Regions from separate parts of the Ovis aries genome. Here region 1 is linked to region 2. A link is a contact called in public Hi-C data. All regions are on one chromosome and are shown on one strand. Each heading gives the region's core, a stretch centred on a gene start, on an enhancer-like site or on the middle of the called end of the contact. The rest is flanking DNA. Distances are from core to core; before and after follow the strand shown. Region 1 holds the start of CNTNAP1 (contactin associated protein 1). Region 2 holds the start of CAVIN1 (caveolae associated protein 1).

Evidence for each region. Hi-C and Micro-C count contacts between places; a contact is called where the count stands out from the background.
Region 1: a Hi-C map of muscle shows a contact between it and region 2, with 4 times the contacts expected there. The contact joins the promoter of CNTNAP1 here to the promoter of CAVIN1 in region 2. A contact is called at or near these places in 2 of 16 Hi-C or Micro-C datasets (muscle and skin fibroblasts).

What each region holds. Positions count from the first base shown.
Region 1 is chr11:42,472,459-42,479,218 of ARS-UI_Ramb_v3.0, forward strand. It overlaps CNTNAP1 (contactin associated protein 1), which reads left to right and starts at 3,687. Exons shown (of 24, transcript XM_004013400.5): 1 at 3,687-4,020; 2 at 4,884-4,985; 3 at 5,080-5,273; 4 at 5,697-5,844; 5 at 5,921-6,124. The coding sequence starts at 3,954. It overlaps CCR10 (C-C motif chemokine receptor 10), which reads right to left and starts at 3,089. Exons shown (of 2, transcript NM_001040287.1): 1 at 3,066-3,089; 2 at 1,126-2,211. The coding sequence starts at 3,089. The coding sequence ends at 1,141. LOC132657423 (a long non-coding RNA gene) reads left to right here. Exons shown (of 2, transcript XR_009595598.1): 2 at 1-862.
Region 2 is chr11:42,248,566-42,256,412 of ARS-UI_Ramb_v3.0, forward strand. It overlaps CAVIN1 (caveolae associated protein 1), which reads right to left and starts at 4,433. Exons shown (of 2, transcript XM_027974504.2): 1 at 3,826-4,433. The coding sequence starts at 4,296.

The sequences.
Region 1 (6,760 bases), core at 2,437-4,936, 220 kb after region 2:
CCAGCGCCTCCCTGGAGACATCCCCGCCACTCTCCGCCCTTCTTGCCCTGGGTCCCCAGACCCCTGGCTGCAGTAGTCAGGGCAGCTTTGCTGACCGGATGTTAAACTGCGAGAGTTGTGGCACGTGGACACCATTCTGCGTGTCTTGACTATGTAAAACAAAGACTGGGAATCAATGTCTCTAGAGGCCATCCCAGCCTTGTCCTCGCCCCAGATGAGAGAGGCCTGCCCTGAGACTTCTTCGGGATGGAAACCATATACTCTTTTCCCTGTCTGGATCCCAGGCCCTTGCCTGCAGGGAAGTTCTTTCCGTTGTCTTTCCAGCAGGCTCAGTGCATTCCCTCTGACCCTGTCCCGAAGGAAGACGGAGAATGGCTTCACCCCCACCCCCACCTCACCCGTGGTAACCACTCTTTGTAAATCTGCAAATTGGAATTCTCTCCTTGGATTTTCTCCAAGGTGAAAAACTTCAACTCAACTTTTTAGATTACTTTTTTGTCCCTAAAAGAGAACCTTAGAAGGGACTCTAGAGTGGTAACTGAATCCAAAAGCACACCCAAAACGGGAATCTCCTGGCCGCGTTCCTACCCCCACACCAGGCATAGGCACACACAGTCCCGGACAGCCTCAGCCTGAGCATTCCAGAGGCCAGAAACTCGGTACTTGCTAAGGCAGCCATTACTGGATAGCACTCTAGTTGTTAGAAAGCTCTTCCTTACACTGTATCAGGAGGAACCCCCACCCCTCCTCGCCTGGCAACTTTCCCACCTTACCTCTGCTGGCAGAGGCCCGGTGAGAGTGGGTGTCAGTGTCTAGAGCTTTAGCAGGCTCAGGAGACCCCCACCCCCACCCAGGCTCTCAGCGCCTTCCTCTCAGAGCCAAGAGCGGGAGAGTGGGAAGGCGGGGCGGGGGGAACCACCATTTCTGCCCTGCTACAAATCATTTCCAAGCCGGTGACTCAAAAATAGTAACAGTTGTTGAGTTGCATCTCATTTCCATGTTGTCTATTTAATGTGCCAAAGTACAGAAGCAATTCCTTAGGTCCCTACCTCTTTCTCAGTGCCCCCCACCGACTCCCCCTTCCCACTACTCTCCCTGGAAACATTTCCTCAGCCCGCCCAATCCTCTTGATTCGCAGCCCTAGTGGTCCCAGGAGGAGACACTGTTGGTCTCAGTGGGAGCCGAGCAGGAAGAAAGGCGGGGTCGGCGGGGGCAGCGGCCGCCGCCGGGGTGAGGCCCTGGACTGCAGCCCCCACCCCTGAGGAGCCTCCGCAGGTCCTGGCGGAAGCGCAGGCCCAAAAAGGCGTAGAGCACCGGGTTGAGGCCGCAGCGGGCTAGGGCCAAACCCCCGGTCACCAGCAGTGCCAGATCCTTGCGCTTGCTGGCGGGGCAGCTCCGCTCGCGGGCCGCCAGGAGGTCGGCAGTATCCAATAGCAGGGCGAGACTGTAGGGCAGCTGCAGCACCACGAACGCCGCCACCAGGGCCACCACGACGCGCAGCGCGCGCCGGCGCTCGGGCCCCCTGGTGGCCAGCAGCGTGCGGCCCAGCAGCGCATAGCAGGCCGCCATGACGCCCAGCGGCAGCGCGAAGCCCAGGACCACCTGCGCCACGGCGCTCGCCCCTTTCACCGTCTGCGTGAGGCCCTCGGGGAAGATGAGACGACAGCGCCGCTGGCCTTCCCGGTGCCCATCCTGGCTGAAAAGGAGAGCGGGCAACGCCAGGAGCAGCGACAACAGCCACACGATGACTGAGACCAAGTGTGCACGGCCGGGCGCCGAGGGCCGCGGTCCAGCTGGGAGGGCCCGCGCAATGGCCACGTAGCGGTCGGCGCTGATACAGGCCAGAAAGAGGAAGCCGGCGTGGAAGGAGGCCGAGTAGAGGCCAGAGATGGCACGGCAGGTGGCACTTCCCAGACTCCAGCCTTGCAGAGCCCCGGCTGCGGCAAAGGGCAGGGTCAGGGCCAGCAGAAGGTCGGCCAGGGCCAGCTGGAGCAGGTGGGCGGAGGTGGGTGAGCGGGCAGCACGTCGGGCCGCCAGATGGGTGGCCAGGACCAGGCCATTGCCGGCCAGACCCAGTGCAGCCACCGTCAGGGAGACACTGGGTTGGAAGGCGCGACTAAAGGCCTGGACGTCCGCCTTGTAGCAGAGCTCTGGCAAGGGCTCAACCGAATATGCCTCCTCATCCTCCCCAGAGTACGGTCCCCAGGAGACCTGAGGAAGCCATAACAAGAAGAGATCTTATGAGACAAGCCTCAACCACACGGCTCCCCCTCCCACACAAGCATTCCAAGCTAAGAGCCTGTGTGTGACCAGGTACAATGGTACAGTACACAGGGCGAAGACATAAACTCTTTTCTAAACTCTTCCTAGCATATCCTCGACAGGCCTTGACTTCCGGCACACCCCTCCTGTCCCTACATCCAGCTTCCTGGGTGACCTTGAGCAAATCATTTGCTTTTCTGGCTCTCCACCTGTCTAATAGGTAATGTGGAGATCAGAAATCCCCAGGGGTGGTTTGAAACAAGGATTGTTTGAAATAAGGAAGATAATGAATGTGAAGCATCTGTGCTCTCTGAAGGGCCCAGCGTCTGTATTATTAATAAATCTTAAGAGCTTCCATTCTTTTGCAGCGCCATCTCCTGGAAGAACACCCATATTCAGACTTTGCCTCACACTTGGTCCCTGGAATTCTTGCTTGGTCTGGAGAATCGTTTTCTCTCTCTCCTTTCCCTTCTCTCCTCCTCACCCCCCACCCCTAAGCTTCCAGTACAAGGTTCACTGAACTACTCATGATGTAAGGGTTGGAGTTCAGGTTTTCTGGGCTCAGTTAGGACCTTAGACCTAAAGATTCAGCTCACCCTTCCTCTCATCCCCAGTCGTGTCCCCCAACCCCAGCCTCTCATTACTAGCCCCTTCTATCTGGAGGACCCCTGGTTCCAGAGGGTTCCAGGCATCCTAGGTAGGTCATAGGAAGGCAGAGGCCTGGTGCCAGGTGGGGAATCCCATCCGTTCACATTTACCCTCCCTCCCTGTAACCCTTTCCTCCCCCCTGCCCCCACTCCCACCTGTTCTGCGGGCTCAGTCCCCATCTCTGGCTACTCAAGTTTCTGAGGTAAAGCCACCGGGGAGAGAAGTTATAAACTAATGGGACAGGAAGGAAGGGGCGGGGAGAAGGGCTGAGACGGAGGTGGGGATGAGGGTCTGTGGGCCCTCTTTACCTAACTTTCCTATTCTACCTCCTAAAAAAAATAATTTACCTTGCCAGTAGAAAAAGAATGTGTTTTGGAATATTATCACTTGGTAGCTACCTGTGGGATCTGAATAATTTTTTTTTTTTTTTTTACCTCTCTGAGCCTCAGGTTTTTCATCTGCAAAATGGAGTGAGGTAAAAATGCAGAATTCACAGGGTAATGAAGGTGCCTAGCACGCGTGCCTGGAGCAGAATTTGCTGTCTGAAAATGTTAGATTCTTTCTACTTACACTTCTCCCTATCTCCAAGCACCCTCCCTTTCCATCTCTCTTCTTGGATTTTCCAGGATCCCCCAGCCGGCCCTTTCTCCCTTCCCCCATCTTTGCGGCCACAGTCCCTGTCAGCCTCGGGTTATTCAGGGTATTTCCCGGTGGCGGGAGGCTCTCTACCCCCGCCCTTTCGCAGCGGGGCTGAGGCGCGCGCTTGCGCGGGGTCTGGGAAAGCGGCGCGTGCCAGGAGAGCGAGGCTGGGGAAGGGGGGAGGTGAGAGAGGGTGGAAGGAGAAGAGAGAACAGCAGAGAAGCAGGAACGGCACCTAAGGAGACAAGAAAGAAGGGCTGGGGGAGAGTGGGAAGAGAGAGGGGTGGGTAAGGGGGAGAGACAGCCATTCGTTGCAAAAACCCAGGAGGATAGCCCAAGCTGAAACTGGAGCCCTAGCCGGAGCCGGGCACTGGAAGGCGGCCGCCGAGACCCGTCAGCCCTGCATGATGCATCTCCGGGTTTTCTGCATCCTACTCGCCGCGGTCTCAGGAGCCCGGGGCTGGGGCTACTGTGAGTGCAGGGCTCGCAGGCAGGCGGGGTTAGGCCCGGGAGTCCGAGGTCTGCAGGGCGGGTCCCGCACCGCATTGCGGCTGGGTGGTCGCGGGTCGCTTCTCGGCCGGCGCGCACTCGCGCGCTTTCATCCTTTGCAGCCTCTCCCCCGCGCTCCGCAATGCAGCTCCGAGGCTGGCGCGCGCGCCTGGGGCTGGGGCTGGGCTCCGAGCTGAAGATAGAGTCGGCCCGGGCGGGGACTTGGGGCTGGGATCCAAGCGGGAGCGAGTGCCGGGTTTGAGGGTTGGGAATAAGAGTGGTACCGGTGACTCGGGCTAGGGTTAAGGGGACTGGGGCTGGGCTTGGAGCTGGCCCAGGGACCAGCGTTTGGGGTTTGCGGCTAAGGCTGGGGCTGGATATGGGGGTTGGGATCCAGGCAGTATTTGGTGAGCCTATACGATGCTAAATTTGGACATGGAACTGGTGGCGCTAGGACTGGCTGGGGTTGGGGCTAGGCCTGCATTTGGGCTCCGTGCACGTTTGCGGGTGCTGCTGAATGGGACTGAGGCTAAGTCTGGGGATGGATTGATGTCTTGGGGTGACTCAGGTTCTGAAAGATGCTGAGGTATGGGATTGTGTTCTGGGGAGTACTGAACTCCAACTGGTCCTTGGGAGGGTCTGACCTAGGGGTTCCCCCAGGAGGAGAAGCCAGCTTCCCCTCAGTGTGCAGCTGTAGCTGCAGGCCAAGTTGAGCAGGTGGTTTAAGTTAGGGCTGGGTCTGCACTGGGGGGAGTGAAGATGGAGCGCCAGTTGCTCAGCGTTCTGGGCCTTTGGAAAGACTGGGAGGGGCCGCCCTGATAAACATGTCTGTTCCTGCAACCCAGATGGCTGCGATGAGGAGCTGGTCGGGCCCCTGTATGCACGCTCCCTGGGCGCCTCCTCCTACTATGGGCTCTTCACTGCGCCCCGCTTTGCCCGGCTGCACGGTGAGCACGGTGGTGCCCCATGGTGGGGTGAGGGACTCTGAAGGGCTAGAGGTAAAGGGGGAGCCAGTGGTGAAAGCCTTTGTCCCTTCTGTAGGAATAAGCGGATGGTCTCCCCGGATTGGGGACCCAAATCCCTGGCTCCAGATCGACCTAATGAAGAAGCACCGGATTCGGGCTGTGGCCACGCAGGGCTCCTTTAACTCGTGGGACTGGGTCACACGTTACATGCTGCTCTACGGCGACCGAGTGGACAGCTGGACACCGTTCTATCAGCAAGGGCACAACGCGGTACTCCAGGCTCCCTGCACACACGCTTGGGGAACCTTCTCAACTCCGTGACCTGGGCTGGGCTGGGCACATTTGGGGGGAGGGGGAGGAGGTGGTGGTGAGGGCACAGATGAGGAGCAGTGACTTTCGCTCCAGGGACTCAGTCCAGAAGGACCGTCTGCTTGCCGTTTAACATACTTCAAGGTAAAATCTGGGAGAGCTTCTTGGAGGAGGCGACATCTGAGTTGACCTCTGAGGAAATACTGGGATGGTGGAGAAGACGCTCTAGGCTAGGGAAACTGTAAAGTCAGGAAGGCGGAGGAGATAAGGAGTGTCTGCCTTCCAAAGGTCGAGATTAGCTGGATGCGACAGCTGCGGGCTGGGAGGCTATGGAAAAGCAAGCAGAGGGTGGGAACGTGGTCACCGCTCTCCCCTTGCCCTTAGACCTTCTTCGGTAACATGAACGAGTCGGCGGTAGTTCGCCACGACCTGCACTATCACTTCACCGCGCGCTACATCCGCATCGTGCCTTTGGCTTGGAACCCGCGCGGCAAGATCGGCCTGAGGCTTGGCCTCTACGGCTGCCCTTACAGTAAGGGTGCGGGGTCTTGGTGGGGGCGGGAGACAGAATCCCCTGGCCCCCGCCCCACCTACGGTCCTTCCCGCAGAGTCCGACGTGCTGTATTTCGATGGCGATGATGCCATCTCGTACCGCTTCCCGAGAGGGGTCAGCCGGAGTCTGTGGGACGTGTTCGCCTTCAGCTTCAAAACCGAAGAAAAGGACGGGCTCCTGTTGCACGCCGAGGGCGCCCAGGGCGACTACGTGACACTCGAGCTGCAGGGGGCGCACTTGCTGCTGCACATGAGCCTGGGTGAGCTCGCGGCCGCGGCGCGGAGCCCCAGGTTCTCCTCCCACGTCCCTTGTCGCACCTCCTCCGCGAAGCCGCGCCCCATTCCTTATCTTCCCCTTCCTTAACTGTTTGGACCCATCTGCCTTCTTCGTGTAAAATTTGGTGCTTGCGAAACTCTGGACTGGGAATTAGGACAAGCGGATTCCAGCACCTAGCACCTACCAGCTGTGTGACCTTGGACAAGCACTTTCCCAGTCTGTTTCCTCATTATAAAAACATTGTGTATAGGTATACAGGTGCGCGCGCGCACACACACACACATACACACACACTCCTGAAGCGTTGTTATTTTGTATCTCATTCGCTTTCCACAATATGCCCATGATGAGGTAGAACCAGCTATCGTGCCCCGTTTTAGTGATAGGAAGACAGAGGCTCTGCTGCTGCTGCTGCTAAGTCGCTTCAGTCGTGTCCGACTCTGTCAGAGGGGTTAAATGACTAAGTCCGTACTTGCCAAGGGCTACCGATCCATCGCAGGCTGAGGGTGGTCCAGTCTCTGTGTGCCCACCCTCCCTGGCCGTCCTGGGCCTTGAGCAGTTCCTCCTCTGTGTTGCAGGCTGTTGCTCCGCCTGGGGGTGTTGCTGGGCGATAGGGTCC
Region 2 (7,847 bases), core at 3,183-5,682:
AACAACCCAAACTTAGCTTTTTGGAGGAAGCGTATGGTAAACACTCTCCACTAGGCCACCAAGGGGTGAGAGGGACCAGAGCCCCAAGTTGGGATGATTTTTTTTTGAGAAAAGTGTGGGCTTCTTCTGGAACCAGGTAGCCCCGATTTGCTTTGAGTCCAGGGAGGAGCTATAGTCTGGGTTAGGATTTGAGGAGGAGAAGCCAGCAGGCCCTCACGCCAGCCCTGGTGTCCACCCCTTTAATGCCCATGCACCACCTAAGCCCTTAAATGCGTCCTGCCCTCAAGCCCTTAGAGCAGGTCTGATGGGTCCAAATGTAGGTCACTAACTGCTTCATCAAAACTACTTCAGAACACATTTATTTCCATTTTAGCCTCCCTTTCTGGATTCTAAAAGAACTCCAATAACATCCAAACTAGGATTGGGTATTAGGATTAGGAGAATTGGCTCCTTAATGAGCACTGTTGCTGCTGCTGTTTGGTCACTGAGCTGTGTCCAACTGTTTTCAACCCTATGGTCTATTGCCCACTAGGTTCCCCTGTCCATGCAAATTTCCAGGCAAGAGTACTAGCTATCTAGTGAAGTCACTCAGTCATGTCCGAATGTTTGCTACCCCATGAACTGTAGCCTGCCAGGCTCCTCCGTCCATGGGATTTCCCAAGCAAGAATACTGGAGTGGGTTGACATTTCTTTCCTGACCCAGGGATCAAACTTGGAGTCTCCTGCTTGGCAGGTGGATTGTTTACTGCTGAGCCATCTGGGAAGCCCTCCTTACTGAGCACAGCCGCTCCTGTTTGCAAGGGGCTGTAGTTGGCCTGGTCTTCCTAGCAGTTCGTGGTCCACTGACCCCTCAGTTACTAGTAGGATTCACTTCTCTCTCTCACTGGCTGTTGTTGCCTAGTGAGATGTTGCCTGATAGGATGGGACGCCAAAGTGCTGTTTTTGTTTGGGAGACAAGGAGGGAAATGCCAAAGAAGGACAATAGTGACTCAGAAGTGAGTTCAAGGTGAGGACTCTGATATCCTGTGATGGGAGGGGATGAATTTCATGTGTGTGTGTGTGTGTGTGTGTGTGTGTGTGTGTGTGTGTGTGAAGGGGAGGGTTGTCAAATACAAACTTAACCTGTGAAATCATTATGCCTAGCAGTTCCCTGAATTTGGGTGGGACCACACAAGGGATTCCCTCTGTTATCCCCCAGGAAAAAGGTGCGGTAAACCAAATGGCCTGACCCCACAGCTGGGGCCTTCCCACCCCTTTCCCACCCCTTCACATCTCCCTTTTGCCACATCATCACCTCCCGCCTCTGCAGTGGGGAACACCACATCCCCTCCCCAGCTGGAAAACTCACATCATCCCAGGGCAGCCTTTCCCCAGATCTCTCTGCCTGGCCACCCAAACATCCTACCCCCTTAGCCCAACTTTATCATAAATGTTGCTGCCCCCAACCTTCCCTATTAGGTCTGCCAAGGCATGAGGCTATTTTTACCTCATTCTCTTCCCAGGCCTGCAGGCCTCAGGGAGGAGCAGCCTCTGCTTTCCTCCAACAGCTGAGTACCCCACCCCCTCACCCCCACCTGGAACATCTGCTCTGTAACTCAGGGAAGTTCTGCGGCCTTGGGCCCCACCCATGTTGCTGGAATTTTTTTTCCCAGAGCTTCACTGTGGGTTGGGACCACTTTAGGTATTAGTTATTTCCCTTGTGGTTTGGGGGCTCAGGGTCTCCAGCTTGAGTCATTCCTTCTACCTCAACCCTCTGTCCCCCACTGGCCTTGATGCAATCAAAGCCACCCTGCGATTAAGACCCCCTCCCCACCGTGGATACACAATATACAGATACACAATCTGTGCCACCTGGCTAGAGACAGTAACAGACACACCGTTGGCCTCTGCACAGAAGTCTCTCAGAATCTCCATCTTTGACATAAGGAGGTTTACCTCCAGGCTGAGAACTTTCCCAGGTCCTGCGGTCTGGGACATTTTGAGTGAGAAGGGTCAACCATACAAGCCCTTCGTGGCTCCCCTCTCCCACACTAGGTTCTGGAGAGAAGATAGAGGGGGTCCGCTGTCCCAGAGCCCTGCCCTCTTCTCCTTCGTGAGATGAACCCCAGTGCTAGGCAGTTCTCTTAAAAAAATCTCACCACCCTGCTGCTGCTAAGTTGCTTCAGTCGTGTCCGACTCTGTGCGATCCCATAGACGGCAGCCCACCAGGCTCCCCGGTCCCTGGGATTCTCCAAGTCAGACCCACCCCATTCTGCTTCCTCAGAGCAGTTAAATTAAGCAGAAACAATTCTGGGCAAATGTTTTCTATCAGTTAGTGCTATATTGGTGGGGGGGGGGGCGGTGTTGTAAACTGTTTAAAGGTTGAGTACCTCTTGGGAGGAGTTCCTGGGGGGAAGAGAAAGCGGAGAGCAACCTTGCAGCCTCTGTCCCACCACCTTATTCTCATACGAGTGCCAGCTCACTTATATCTACTGCCCCAGAACTTGCTTGTTTCAATCTGCGTTTCTCTTAGCTCCACCACATTGACCAAACCAAAGACCTCGCGGCATCCCTGATGGTCACTCAGAACACAGCTAAGGAGGGCCTCTGAGCTGTCAGTGAAACCACATCTCCTGGACAGAGGCCCTCTCCCTGGGGGGATGTGGGAAACCGGGCCTTCTTTTTTTCCCATTCCCTTCGGTGCGGGGAGGGGAGCGAGGGGACATAGACTAACCCCTCGGCCCCCACGATCGCACCTCCTTGGGGTGGGAACATCAACCAGGCCCGAGGGAAGCAGAAATACGAGGCTGGGCACGTTCCCACCCCACCCAAGATCACCGAGCCCTCGGCTCAGACCCGCCCCTAATGGAATTTGGGCGACAGAGTGGAGAAGAGCAGCGATCCTGAGATGCCCTGGTTTACTTGGGGTTAGGATACAAAAACTCCCATTTTTTTCCAGGCGGGAAGAACGGGGAGAGGTGCAAAGGAAGCAACAAGCTTACTGGGCGGAGCCTGGGGCGCGCCAGCCTCCGGCCGCTTGTCCTCCGGCTCCTCGGCCGCCCCCGCAGGCATGCGGGGTGATTCACCGCGCCCCGACCGCGGGGCCGAGGTGGGGGGTGCTGTCCCCTCCCCTCCACCAGCCCCTTCAGGACTCCTCACGCCGCGGGCCACCACCCTCGCGCGGCTGCTTCCAACAGGCGGAGGAGTAGGGGCGCGCCGCGGGTTAGGGTGTCCCTAAAGGCCGAAAGTGCCGGGAGGCGGGAGAGGATCGCGGCGAGGGGCGGCGTGGGCGGCCGAGGCCGATGCGGGGTCTGTGGGGGCGTGCTGGCAGCCGCGTCCCTCGCCTGGCGCAGCCCCCGCGGTGCGTGCCTGAGCCCTGAATCACCCGCTATATCGGGCGGGCAGCGCCGGAGGCCCCAAACCCGGGCCGCGCCGCCCGTGTCCGCTTACAGCGGGCCCCAGTGGTCGCCAGGCACCCCGGCTCTCCCCAAAACTCCCTCCAAGTAGGAAGACTTTTGACAAGCCAGGTCGGGAGCGATCTGCGGGGCGCAGTGTCCCTGAGTCCAGCCCCCTAACTCGGTTCCGCTACGCGTTGGACACCGGAGGTAGCGGCTGGGTGAGGAGCCGCGGTGTGCACTGCGCGCCCCTCTGAGCGCTCCAGGAGCCCGCCGCCCGCCCACCCACGCCACCCCACCCCACTCCACCCCAGCAGCGCTCGTAGAAAGAGGGTGGATCCCCCGCGCCGGGTCAGGCTGCCGCAAGAGCCGCGCCGCGGGCAGATCTCCGTACCCGGATCCCCGGGCGGGGGACGCCGGGCCTCTGGGCGCGGTCCGCCCGCCAGCTCACCTGATAGATCATGACTTTAAAGTTGCGGCGCCTCAGCAGCTCGGCCTCGTTGACCTCCAGCTTCTTGATCTGGCCGGCCTGGCGCTCCAGGCTGCCGCGCACGGTCTTCACGTTGACGCTGACCTTGCGCACCTTCTCCAGCAACTTGCTCACCGTGTTGCTCGTGGTGGCGTGCGCCTTGCCCAGCTTGCTCAGCTCGCCTTGGATGCTCTGCACGGCGCCCTCCATCTCCGCCTGCCGCTCCTCCAGCTGAGCTTGGGTCAGTTGGATCTGGTCGACGGCGCCGATGATTTTGTCCAGAAGGCTCAGTACCAGCACGCCGTTCACCTGGTCTGATTTGATCAGCTCCTCAGAGCCGGCCCCCGACGGCTCCTCGGCCGCCGGAGCCCCCATGGTGGAGGACCCCTGGTCCCCGGTGTCGGGGTACCCGGAAAGCGGCTGCTCGATGATGTGGAGCTGGGTGTCCTCCATGGCTGCCCGGAGCCGTGCGGGGCCGGCCGGGTGGAGCTGAAGCGGGAGCGGGAGACCCGGAGAAGAGGAAGAGCGAGAGAGAGCGCGGAGGAAACTCGAGCCACGTCCGTGCGCACCGGGATGGTGGCCAGAACTGTGGGGCGGGGGATCGGTGAGTTCCCCGAATCCCAGGCCAAACCCCGGAGGCTCGTCGCCCATTGGCTGGCCCGAACCCAGAAAGGGAGGGACCGGGGCAGAAGGGGAGACCGATGCTGGAGAAGGAGGGGCAGCCCAGGGGGACCCAAGAGCCGAGCGCCCCACCCTTCCTAGCATGGTTGGAATAGTTGGAACGGGAGACCAGGGCCTCCGCTGGCAGTGGAGGCGGCGGGAGCGGGCCTGGGGCGGAGGAATGTGCGCTTGGGAAGGGAAACAGGTCCTGGAGTGTTGCTCTGCTTTTCCCTCCCGCTTGTTTTCTCTCACCCGCAAACCCGCCTCCGCCTTTTAAGTTACAGAGCAGGTCGTCAGGTGGGACAGGATATCCTGAAATTACGAGCAAACTATTGTGTTTGCCGGTGTCCCGTTTTAGAGAGGGAAAGGATCTATGGCTTCCACAGCCTCGTCTAAGGGACCTCTGACTACCCACCCCATCAAGTTACCCAGCACTGTTCGAGAAAGCTTGAGGGGTCGTTTGCGAAGGAAGGGAAGAACTTACACGTTAGAGCCACCGTGGTGCTGAGGAGCCTCCAAGCTCCTCTAGGTCCCTCTTAGAATTATCCTAACAGAGGAGGATAAAGATGGACAATAAAATAGAAACTAGAGCTTTTTACTCATCTCTTTCTAAAATCCACCTTTCTCTGTGTTTCTGCTTGCCCCAGAGGCCTGGCTGACACTGAGCCCAGAGAGCAGGACAGGGAGTTCACCCATCTCTCTGGAGCCCAGAGACTATGGCGCTTTGCAGAAATATCAGACCCCACCTCCTCATTTGACAAACGGGAAACAGAGGGTCTGGAGAGGGCAAATGACTTGCCAGGAGGTTTGCCAGCAACTTCACCTTAGCTTGGAGCTCAAACCAGGTGTCAGGACCCCCCTCTGGCACTTTCCATCTTAGCAGGCTGTATCTTTCACCAGCACAGGGAGGGGCAGATGCTGCCACCCATTTGTGCCACCTGCCTGTCAACCTACAAATATATTTCCCACTATGATGGGTACGAAGGAGCAGGCAGTTCTGAGCAGGATCAAGAAGTCCAGGAGACAATGCCCATTCTCCCCAGTTTTACTCTCTAGCACAGCACTGGAGCAGTACCAGCCCCCTTTCCCCCAGAAAAGCTGCAAACCTTTTCCCTGGTTAGGAAACCAACCTTGGGTTTCCCCAGCTGGATCAATGATGATCTTGGCAAAAGGTCACTTCTCATCTGGCATGCATTATCTTTAGGAAGCATGAAAAATTGCCATGCCCTATTAATCCAGTCAGAGAAGCCACCAACCTAGAAAGAAGCTGAGGAACCCACTGTCTGGGATAGCCTGGAATCATCTGGAATAGTCCCAACAGCTATTGAATAGAATATTTCCCCTGACACTTCAGTTGCTGTTTCCACAGAAACAAGTGGCTTTTTTGTCTGAAATTCAAATAGAATGAACTGGTATATAAAACCACATGTATTTATATACTAGAACACAGATTACCTATTGATTTTAGAATTTGATAAAAAAAAAATGTGTTATAACACTTTAAGTTCCTTCCACTGAGAATTGACAAGACTTCTGGAGAGAAAGAAGAGTGACAGTAAGGAGACTAACTGGACCTTCATAAGGTTCTTATTTTTAAAATATTGATTAGCTTTCATAGGTGCCACATAAGATACAAATTGCAAATAGCACACAAAGAAATATAGTGAAAAGAAGTTTTCTTTCTATTCTTATCTGAAGCAAACTTAATTTCTGGTTCAGGGGACAACAATTATTATTTTCTTGTGGAATCTTCTCTAGGAAGTCTTTGCACACCATATATGTATATCAGCACTTTGCTTTTTTGTCAGTTACTAATATATATCTTGCAGATTGTTCAGATCAGTACAAGAGAGGCCTTGTTTTCCAATGTGCATGGGTGTGGTTAGTCGGTAAGTTGTGTCCAATTCCTTGTGACCCCATGGATTGTAGCCCACCAGGCTCCCCTGTCCATGGGATTTTCCAGGCCAGAATACTGGAGTGGGTTGCCATTTCCTTCTCCAGGGGATCTTCCTGACCCAGGGATCAAACTCATTGGCAGGTGGATTCTTTACCACTGAGTCGCCGGGGAAGGGTGTACTATACTTATTTAACCAGTTGTCTATCAATGGAGATATACAGATTACATTGGGGGATCCTGAAGAGAAGTTTTTGGGGATGATTTGTTTTTGTGGTTGCATGCATAAAAAGAATCAAGTCCATGCCATTCTGACTCTCCCATCAGGAAGGGATTTCTGGTCTTCAAAAAAGAATGTCCATATTTTTTTATGAGTCAAATTATATCCCAGGGATAGTCTAGTGAATATGTCTCTGACTCATCTGATGGCTCTGAGAATTTCGCAGAAAGAGCCCTCCTGCTGCTCGCCTGGATTTGCATCAGACAGGATGCTCTCCGGTTCCTCTTGTTACTAAATGTCAGCTAAATCCAACAGGGGGCGTGCTGAGCCTGGGTGCCCCAGCTCTATTAATACCGGCACTCAGAATGGGAGCCAAACAATCCTTCCCAGAGGAACTTCACTCCGTTTCAGTGAAAATAAGCAGTTTCTCTTCATTTGGAATCGTGTCCGGCCTGCCACAGCTTGCATTCAGGGTTGATGCTTTGCATTTTCCATTGCTCACTCTATTTGCTGAAAGGCACACTGTTCCATTGTGTGCTTTCAGCTGGTGAGGCAGTCTGGAAAAGGGATAGAGAGGTGGAAACAAACAACCCTTTGGCCCAGAAAAAGAACACCAGGATGCAACCCTGTCAGCAGCTGGAATCTCACAGCTCTCTCTCGTGTTGCTCTATCCATCCATCTGTTCAGCAAAGTGTGACTACTTGCCAGGAGCCAGCTACCGGGCTGGGAACTTCAAAAAAGCCCAGTCCCTCCTGTTCAGAAGCTCATAGCGTAGCAGGGGTGACAGATGCATAAATAGTTTCTGATACAAAGTGGAAGGTGCTCCAGCAGCTCAGGGAAGGTTGTCCCCACTTCCTGGGAGAGTAGAGAAGGGTTTACAGGGTACAGCCTCCCGTCCCTTTCCACCCCCTCCCTTTCTGCAGGGACATGAGGTGGGGGCTGGGGGAGTAGCCAGGCATTCTTTTATCAAGGTTCTGCCTTAAATCTTACCAGCTTACACTGAGGGAGCACCAACGAGGTGTGAGGGGTGCAACCTGCAGTGTGGTCCCTTCCGTTTTGGATACGTGCTGGAGAATCCTAGGGAGACAATGTGCTTCGTTAATTATAAATGATTGGGATGAATGATGAATGATGTGTCTTCACATCGGAGAAACCATCTCGAATGGAAAACCAGTCCTCAGCAGCTGGCTCACAGCTGCCACAGACAGCAGTAATGTTTTTCTCCCTAGA